Regions from separate parts of the Hordeum vulgare genome. Here region 2 is linked to region 1. The links are chromatin contacts, called in public Hi-C maps. All regions are on one chromosome and are shown on one strand. Each heading gives the region's core, a stretch centred on a gene start, on an enhancer-like site or on the middle of the called end of the contact. The rest is flanking DNA. Distances are from core to core; before and after follow the strand shown.

Region 1 (4,295 bases), core at 1,315-3,814:
GTTATAGGTGTTGGTGACCGAAGGTTGTTCGAAGTCCCGGATGAGATCCTGGATATCACGAGGAACTCCAGAATGGTCCGGAGGTAAATATAGATATATAGGAAGTCCTGCTTTGGTCACCAAAAAAGTTTCAGGCTCATCGATAGTGTACCGGGAGTGCCGGGAGGGTACCGGGGGACCACCGGGAGGGGTGTGACAACCCAAAGGCTTCATGGGCTGTGAGAGGAGGTAGACCAGCCCCTAGTGGGCTCACCAAAGCCTCCCCTAAGGGCCCATGCGGCTGGATTGGAGGAATAAGGCAAAAAGCCAGAAGGTGGAAAGGGTTTCTAAATTAGGAAGGAGTCCTAATAGGATTGCACCTCCCTTGTGGGAGGTGGATTCCTCCCTTGTTTGCTCGGCTGAACCTCTCCTTGGAAGAGGGGCCAAGGCAGCCTCCCCTCCTCTCCCTCCTATAAATACTAGAGGTTTTAGAGGTGAGGGTAACCCTAATTGCCATGTGCTCCCTCTACTTCTTTTTTAGATCTATTTCTCATCTAGTCTAGTTCGGCGGTGCTCAGGCGAAGCCGTGCTGGATTAGTTCACCACCACCACCACGCTATCATGCTGGAGAACTCATCTACCTCTCCTCCCCTCTTGCTGGATCGAGAAGGCGGTGATCGTAATCGAGTTGTACGTGTGCTGAACGCGGAGGTGCCGTCCGTTTGGCACTAGATCGGGATGGATCGTTATGGGATCGCGGGATGGATCTGATGAGATCGCGGGATGGGCTACAATTTGGATCGTGAAGATGTTCCACTACATCAACCGCGTTATATACGCTTCTGCTTAGCGATCTACAAGGGTTTGTAGATTCACTCTCCCCTCTCGTAAATGATCATCGGCATGGATAGGTATTGCGTGTGCATAGGAAATTTTTTGTTTCCCATGCAACGTTCCCCAATAGTTTTATCATCCTTTAACGTTTGTCGAGCGAGAACAATCCACGATTGCTCTCTATTTGGTATGGCTTGAACTTCCTGTGCTTGTGAAACTCGCGATGCACTCTTAGACAAAATGTTGAAGCCTATTGCTCAGAGCCTATCTTGGTGTCTTGTCGAATATCTCTCCAACATTCACAAAGGAGTTTGTCCTCATTTTGTGTGTATGCTATAGTCTGTTTGCTCTTCCGCTTCTTCTTTGCATTACCTTTGGCGGGGAGCTCATCAAACAATGGTTCTCCGTCAATCTCTAGTTCATCATCCTCTTCATCAAGGCCATAGTCTTCCGGGAGCTCATGATTAAGCAGGGAAGATCTGCCCAAGCCGAGTTGGTCCATGATGAGGGGGTCAGCCATGTCTTCACCAAACGTGTACCCAATACCATCGTGCCCGACCATGAAAGGGGGGCGACCATCCTAGCTTTGCGTCTCGTTGGGATCGAAGGGAATGCCGTCGTCACCACCTTCGTTGATGAGGTTCTTCATGAACATGCAGTTGGCCTCGTCTTCTGGAGTTGGCATTATGTCGAATGGGTTCCGTGCGTTCCCCAGGACGTTGGTTGGGAGCTCGCGAGACAGTTTGCGTGCACCCGTGGAGGACGATCCACCCCCTATAGGCATCGTGTTGAGATCGATGGCCACAGGCGCTGGCGTGGCAGACGCGGCCACGCTCACCTCCGATGAACCGGAGCACGTAGAGTTGGACAACCGGGAGGTTTGAGGGTGCAACTGTTCGAAGCCTTGCCCCTCCGGCGCGGTGGACATGTGCGGCAACAATGATAGTGATGAGCCGGTGCTGGCCGCAGACATAGCGGCAACGATGAGCCCGTGCTGGCCTGGGTTCAACCCTAGCATTTGCAGGGTCTGCCTCGTGTCGGCAATGATGAGCCGATGGTTCTTCGCAGCTTCAGCCTCCCGATCTACGATGGTGGCGATGCTGGACGTGGTTGTGGCCTCCTTCGTGGCCTCTTGCTCATGTCGGCGGTGCTTCCTCCTCGTCGATTGAACGACGCCCTACACAGGCGTCAGAACCTTCTTCTTCATGATTGTCGTCGGCCCTTTGCGCTCTCCTTTGGGAGAGACGGGACCGGTGGAGGCGAGGGAGGCAAGGCCGGCGACGGCGTCGAGGGTCGGCGTGTCGATGTTCATGGCGCGCGCGAGTGTGTGGGAGGTTTTTTGGAAATTGAAGGGAAATGATAACGTTGTGCCACCGACGGACGGGTCAGGAGAAGGAGAAGGACGGGCGTCGCGCGGGTTCGACCTATGTTCGCGCCGATGTAAATCCGACCCAAATATAATACTGTAATGGCTCGTGGGCGGATAAAAAAACAGACAGACTTTCATTTAAATCTGTACGTTGGGTTGCGTTTTGTGTCCGTGACAATTCAAACGAGCACGTTGTGGATAACTCCAGCTTTGCTAGACTTTTACCTAGACTTTCTATGAAATCTTACATAGGTAGTGATGTGGGCTTGGTTGATTAATTAGATCCCGCAGGGCCTAATCCTAAAAATCAGGGAGGAGATTAGTGGAGGTTAGGAAAGGAAACCTGTTTTTCTGAAGTAATTTCCATACAAATTCGTAGGTGTAGCATTTTTTGATAGCAGCTCTAAGCCGCCACACCTCGCAATCTAAAATCCCAGCAACTCCACCAACATTTCGCTGTCAAAATCCCACCAACTCCAACTCTATTTCAAGAGTGCAGGACATAGTAGTTGAAGCAGCTGCCATGACGATGACGACGACCCCTGTTCGGCCGCACGCCCTCCTCGTGTCCACTCCATTCCAGGGCCACATCAACCCCCTCATGCGCCTTGGCCGCCGCCTCGCCGCCAAGGGCGTGCTAGTCACCTTCACCACCGCTCTCCGCGCGGCCGTCCGCGTGGAGGAGGACAGCGACGGCCACGAGCGCGCGGGGTTCCGGTTCGAGCGCCTGCACGGCGGCGGGCTATGGGAGCCGGAGGATCCACGGTTCAGCGACGCCGGCGACATGGCGCGCCATGTCGAGGCCGCTGGACCGGCGGCGCTCAAGGAGCTCATCCGCCGGGAGGCCGAAGCTGGGCGGCCGGTGACGTGCGTCGTGACCAACGCCTTCGTCCCGTGGGCGCTCCGCGTGGCTGGCGAGCTGGGCCTCCCCCGCGGCATGCTGTGGATCCAGTCCTGCGCCCTGCTCTCCGTGTACTACCACTACGTGCACTCGCTCGCGGCGTTTCCCGAGGCGGACGACGACGCGCCCGGCCGCTCGCTATTGGTGGCGATCCCTGGGCTGCCAGACCTCGCCATGGACGAGCTCCGTCCCCTCCTGATTTACGCCTCCGACCAGTACATGTGGCGAAAGATGCTCGTCGAGGATCTCGGCGGCATCCGCGAGAGGGTATCGTGGGTGTTCGTCAACACCTTCGACGAGCTCGAGCACGAGGCCATCGCGGCGCTTGGCGAGCACGTCCAGGTTATACCAGTCGGCCCTCTCATCGAGCCGGAAACCGACGGGCCCTCCGATGACGACGGCTGCATCGCGTGGCTCGACGCGCAGGCGCCGCGCTCGGTGGTGTTCGTCGCGTTCGGGAGCCTGGTGAAGACGGGCGACGACGAGACTGCCGAGATAGCGGAGGGGCTGGTCAGCACGGGCCGGCCGTTCCTCTGGGTGATGCGCGACGACAACCGCGCGGTCCTCTTTCAGGGCACACTGGACGGCCTCAAGGCGGCCACCTTGTGCGGCCGAGGCAAGGTCGTCCCGTGGTGTAAGCAGGCGCACGTGCTCGCGCACGGCGCGATCGGCTGCTTCGTCACGCACTGCGGATGGAACTCTACCGCGGAGGCGCTCGCCGCGGGCGTGCCGGTCGTTGCCAGCCCGAGGTGGTCCGATCAGAACATCAACGCGAAATTCCTAGTGGATGTGTACCGAATCGGCGTCCGTGCCCCGACGCCGGTGACAAGGGAAGCGCTCCATCTATCCATCGAGGAGGTCATGAGCGGGCCGGAGGCGGGAGAGATGGAACTTCGAGCGGCCAGCTGGAAGGAGAAGGCGCGTGCGGCGCTGGCCGGCGGCGGGTCGTCGGATAACGGCGTCCAAGCTTTTGTTGACCAAATAAAGTAAGCACACTAGGTCCCAAAGATAGCGTGCTTATTACTCCCTTTGAAAACAAACACAAACGTAAGACGTTTGAGGTCACTAAGGGCATGACCAACGCTACATGGTGGACGGCTGCCCCATCTGCCACATTAGCACTTAATGGAGTGTGACGTCGTCCTCGTGATGGTTATTTGGGAGTATTTCAAGTTTTGCTAAAACTGTAATTTGACATCATTCACCAGGTCA
Region 2 (4,295 bases), core at 848-3,347, 330 kb after region 1:
AAAAAAAGAAGAAAGAATTCACTGATAGTGATATGGAAAATAGAAAGTTTGTCCCGGTGGAATTTGAATATGGAAGTATCTAATATGAAAGCAAGCTCTGTACCATTGATTGAAGATGCGGTGATGAATAATAAGCGGGTTCTCTACTTGAGGTTATTTCTGGTGTTCAGATTTTGAACAATGAAGCAAAATTTCATAGCATATGGAATCATCAAGCTGGGAGAGGAGCAGAAACCCTTGCCTTGAGGCTACCCTTGCAGGAGCAAGGGGTTTCCATGTAGGCTTGATCACCTTCTTCTTGGCAGATTCTGCATTCCACCACGACTCCGCTCTTGGTCCTCCCGTCTTCAAAAACAGAAGGATCATGATGATCACACACATCCTTTGCGGAAGGGGCGTCGAAGATGGCACCCTGAAGCGTCGCCTCGGTGATCATCCGCCCCGTCATGAGCGTGAAGTGGTCCGCCATCCTCGAACCGATGGCCTTGCAGATTGAAACACGGCTGCGGACAAGACAGGCATCCACCCATGATTCTCAGGGACACTATATCAAAAAGGTTGCCCGGAACAAAGACTACGCAATCCATGCCAATCCGCACCACATGACAAGAATCAGACCACGAACATCACACGAGACGGCAGGAAAGCGGCTCTTTTTCAAGCATCTTCCCACCAAACATCCCCTTTGCTTACAGAAAGGGAGCTAATGGAAGAGCCATGCGCCCATGCACGGAGGCAGGCACGGAGGCATACGGAAAAGGGCCATGAACTGCACGTTACCTGGGGGCAAATGGGACGAAGCCCGCGCCAAGCAAGCCGGTGGAGCTGGAAAAAGGCAGAGGGGCTTTTCTCACGCCGTGAGAATGAGATTATGAGACATAGCAACGCATCACACGTTGGTCGCCCTAAATGAAAAGAGTAAAGAGCTCGGCTTGGATGAAGAAAGGAAGGAGGGAAGGGATGATATGATATGCAAGCCACCAGGAGAGTAGGAGAGGCAGGCCAACAACGGCAAGAAGGCCTTGGGACGCTTGCAGGGCGGGACTTGGAGATCCCAAACATCCAGTAGAGAAGCAAGAGATCGATGGGTTAGGTGGCCCGCTGCTACTGGCCTCCGTCGCGTTTATCTGGCCGTGGGGATCACCTGGTTGCCGCCTCGCGATTCGCGCCGCGGATCTTCACAGGGCGTCCCGTGCCGCCGGTAACTGACTACTGTTGGGCAGTCCTACAAGACAGGGGTGGTTGTCTGCTCCCTTGGGTCCGGGATAGATATGCCTTATCTGTGAAATGAAAGGTTCCTTTTTACCTTGTCCGCCGCTGTGTATATGGTGGCCTGTTGATTAGTTTCCTCATTATAGTACTATAGGATAAACGGATTGGAACCGAATTTGTTTCCATAAATGGAGAAGGAAGGTAGCTAACCCGACCCAACCCAGAGATGCTCTGAAAAGGTACCTGGGAGTTGGCATGATTGTTGGGAAACCGATCCTGCCTTTGCTGCCAACGCCACCAAATTTCATGGGGGGTGCAAACTCGATCCCGTTCATGGTTCATCCATTGGCGAGCATGTTTGCAAGATTCACGGCCCTCCCTGGTAACTGTGCACTTACCCGCCCTGCTGCGGTGCAATCATTCAGGGAACCAACGGCCGGGAGCCGCTGTGAAACGTTCCCCCCTCCCCCTTTTTTTGAGGATTACTCCCTTGCGCTGCCATCCCGCCACGGCAACGAGTGATTACTTGGTTGATTAGAGCGGAGAAGAGCTGACAACTGGAAGTGATTACTTGATTTGGACCCGTTTCTGTCTCTGTGCTCATCAAACGCCTATCTGGTTCCTGCCTGAATCGTGATCCGTCTCCGAATGTCTTGGCACATCGACGTGGACAGCGCAGAGCACAAGGCCGGTTACTTCGATTCGATTCATGGGGCTCTTTCTTCGGAAAGACGGATCCTTTTTCCACGCTGCCTTTTCCGAGTCGCAGGATTGCAAAAACAACGGGGGATGTCCGATTGGACTCGACATGATTTTCTCTGCACCATAGAAAACCAAGGAGGCCGCTTTTTTTGTGTGCCATTTTTATATTACATGGCAATTTTCGCTGCAGATCCTAACAAATCCCTTACAACAGCATGCCAATTTTATCTGTTTTTGCATGGCAATTCTAGGCGTTCGCTGAGAATCCAACGTCATTTAAGAAAAAACAAATGATTTTTTAAAGATGCTTAAGTGAATTAACCTATGTATTGTAGTGCAATGAATCCCTTAAAAAAATTTGGTATATTATTATTCAATTGTACGAATCAAATAACAAACATAGTAAAACTCCTTAAGGATTCTAATTCTTCAAAATTTATATGAAAATCCTTCTAATAAAAAATGCTCTTAGTCGATAGGAGTAGCTGCAAATACAAATACGTCATGACATGATCCTTTTCTTGAATCATCTTATGCTCGAATTTTCTTGTGGTGGTCACCTAAATGTTTCACACAAGCAAAAGTATACAAGCAAAGCATTTTCCTGCCCTAGGCAGAGGACCAAAGCATTTCTTGCATTTTTCCCTCAGCAGCGATGATTAGGCCCATGGGGCAGAAAAGAGAGAGGAGGATGGTAAGCTATAGGCCCATGCGCAAGTGGATCCGCAGCAGCATTTGTAATGGGCCTGTTGTGTTTCAGCCCATAGACGCTTTCGTCGTCATCGGACGGCCACGATTTCTGCTGAACTGAGCAGAGAGTGCTAGCAATGCACGAAAACCCTAGCGTCTCACGCCCGCCCCCACTATAAAGTCTTCCTCCTCCCTCTCCGCCCGCTTTCCTTCTCATCTCTAGCCTGCGCCGCCGCCTCCACCGCACCCCCCGAAAACCCTAGCGCTCGCTTCGCCACACCACCATGGCCGGCGCGCAGGAGTCCCTCGTGTACGCCGGTGTGATGCGTGGCCACAACGACGTGGTCACGGCCATCGCGACACCCATCGACAACTCGCCCTTCATCGTCTCCTCTTCCCGCGACAAGTCGCTGCTCGTCTGGGACCTCACCAACCCCATCCAGGCCACCCAGGACACCAGCTCCGAGTACGGCGTCCCCTTCCGCCGCCTCACAGGCCACGGCCACTTTGTCCAGGACGTCGTCCTCAGCTCCGACGGCCAGTTCGCGCTCTCCGGATCCTGGGACGGCGAGCTCCGCCTCTGGGACCTCTCCACCGGGGTCACCACCCGCCGCTTCGTCGGCCACGAGAAGGACGTCCTCTCCGTCGCCTTCTCTATTGACAACCGACAGATCGTCTCCGCGTCCCGCGACCGCACCATCAAGCTGTGGAACACCCTCGGTGAGTGCAAGTACACCATCGGCGGTGACCTTGGAGGCGGCGAGGGCCACACCGGCTGGGTGTCCTGCGTCCGTTTCTCCCCCAACAACTTCGCCCCGACCATCGTCTCGGGCTCATGGGACCGCTCCGTCAAGGTCTGGAACCTCACCAACTGCAAGCTCCGCTGCACTCTTGATGGCCATGGTGGGTATGTTAGTGCCGTTGCGGTCAGCCCAGACGGTTCACTCTGCGCCTCTGGTGGCAAGGATGGCGTCACTTTGCTGTGGGATTTGACCGAGGGCAAGAGACTCTACTCGCTGGATGCGGGATCCATTATCAACTCACTTTGTTTCTCGCCGAACCGCTACTGGCTCTGCGCGGCGACACAGGATTCCATCAAGATCTGGGATCTTGAGTCAAAGCACATCGTGCAGGACCTTAGGCCCGAGGTCCCAGTCTCCAGCAAACAGGTTTATTTCCAATTCCCACTACCAGTCCGTTGTTTCATATTTCTCTGATTGTTTACTATTGTTTAGTTCCTTGTGGCTACGTAGATCTGTTGCATTTTGTGTTCTGTATGTATTGTGGTAATCAAATTGATGATTTACAATGTGCTAGCTTCATGTTGGAATTATATTTTAGCATAGGTTCTGAACATTACCAGTGATGTTTTTAGTTCATCACATTATGTAATGTAGCTGAAATCTTGCAAAGTTGTGCTATTGTGCACTGTAATTTAGAACTAGTTGATTTAAGTTGGCAATGATAAAGACTTATTGCGAGCATGTAATTAGATAGCAATCTATCTGTTATATCCAGTTATATTATCAGCACATGTTTACCAGTACCATTTTTGTGTGTTCAGTAGATTGTACTATTAACATATATTGCAGTACTTGTTCATGGAATGTGTAGAGATCTACTCGTTCTGTATATTATTTGTTATATCTTTGTATGAAATATATTTTTGTTCATCTTCCATGGAGCCTCCT

The links. Hi-C and Micro-C count contacts between places; a contact is called where the count stands out from the background.
Region 2: a Hi-C map of leaf shows a contact between it and region 1, with 5 times the contacts expected there. The contact joins the promoter of LOC123444138 here to the promoter of LOC123440110 in region 1. A contact is called at or near these places in 3 of 6 Hi-C or Micro-C datasets (leaf and seedling) and 1 of 1 datasets of contacts at active chromatin or transcription factors (embryo).

Annotation. Positions count from the first base shown.
Region 1 is chr3H:438,865,788-438,870,082 of MorexV3_pseudomolecules_assembly, forward strand. LOC123440110 (gallate 1-beta-glucosyltransferase 84A23-like) reads left to right here and starts at 2,565. Exons shown (of 1, transcript XM_045116689.1): 1 at 2,565-4,295. The coding sequence starts at 2,706. The coding sequence ends at 4,073.
Region 2 is chr3H:439,194,698-439,198,992 of MorexV3_pseudomolecules_assembly, forward strand. LOC123444138 reads right to left here and starts at 2,098. Exons shown (of 8, transcript XM_045120759.1): 1 at 781-2,098; 2 at 242-503. The coding sequence starts at 469. It overlaps LOC123444140 (guanine nucleotide-binding protein subunit beta-like protein A), which reads left to right and starts at 2,809. Exons shown (of 2, transcript XM_045120760.1): 1 at 2,809-3,773. The coding sequence starts at 2,889.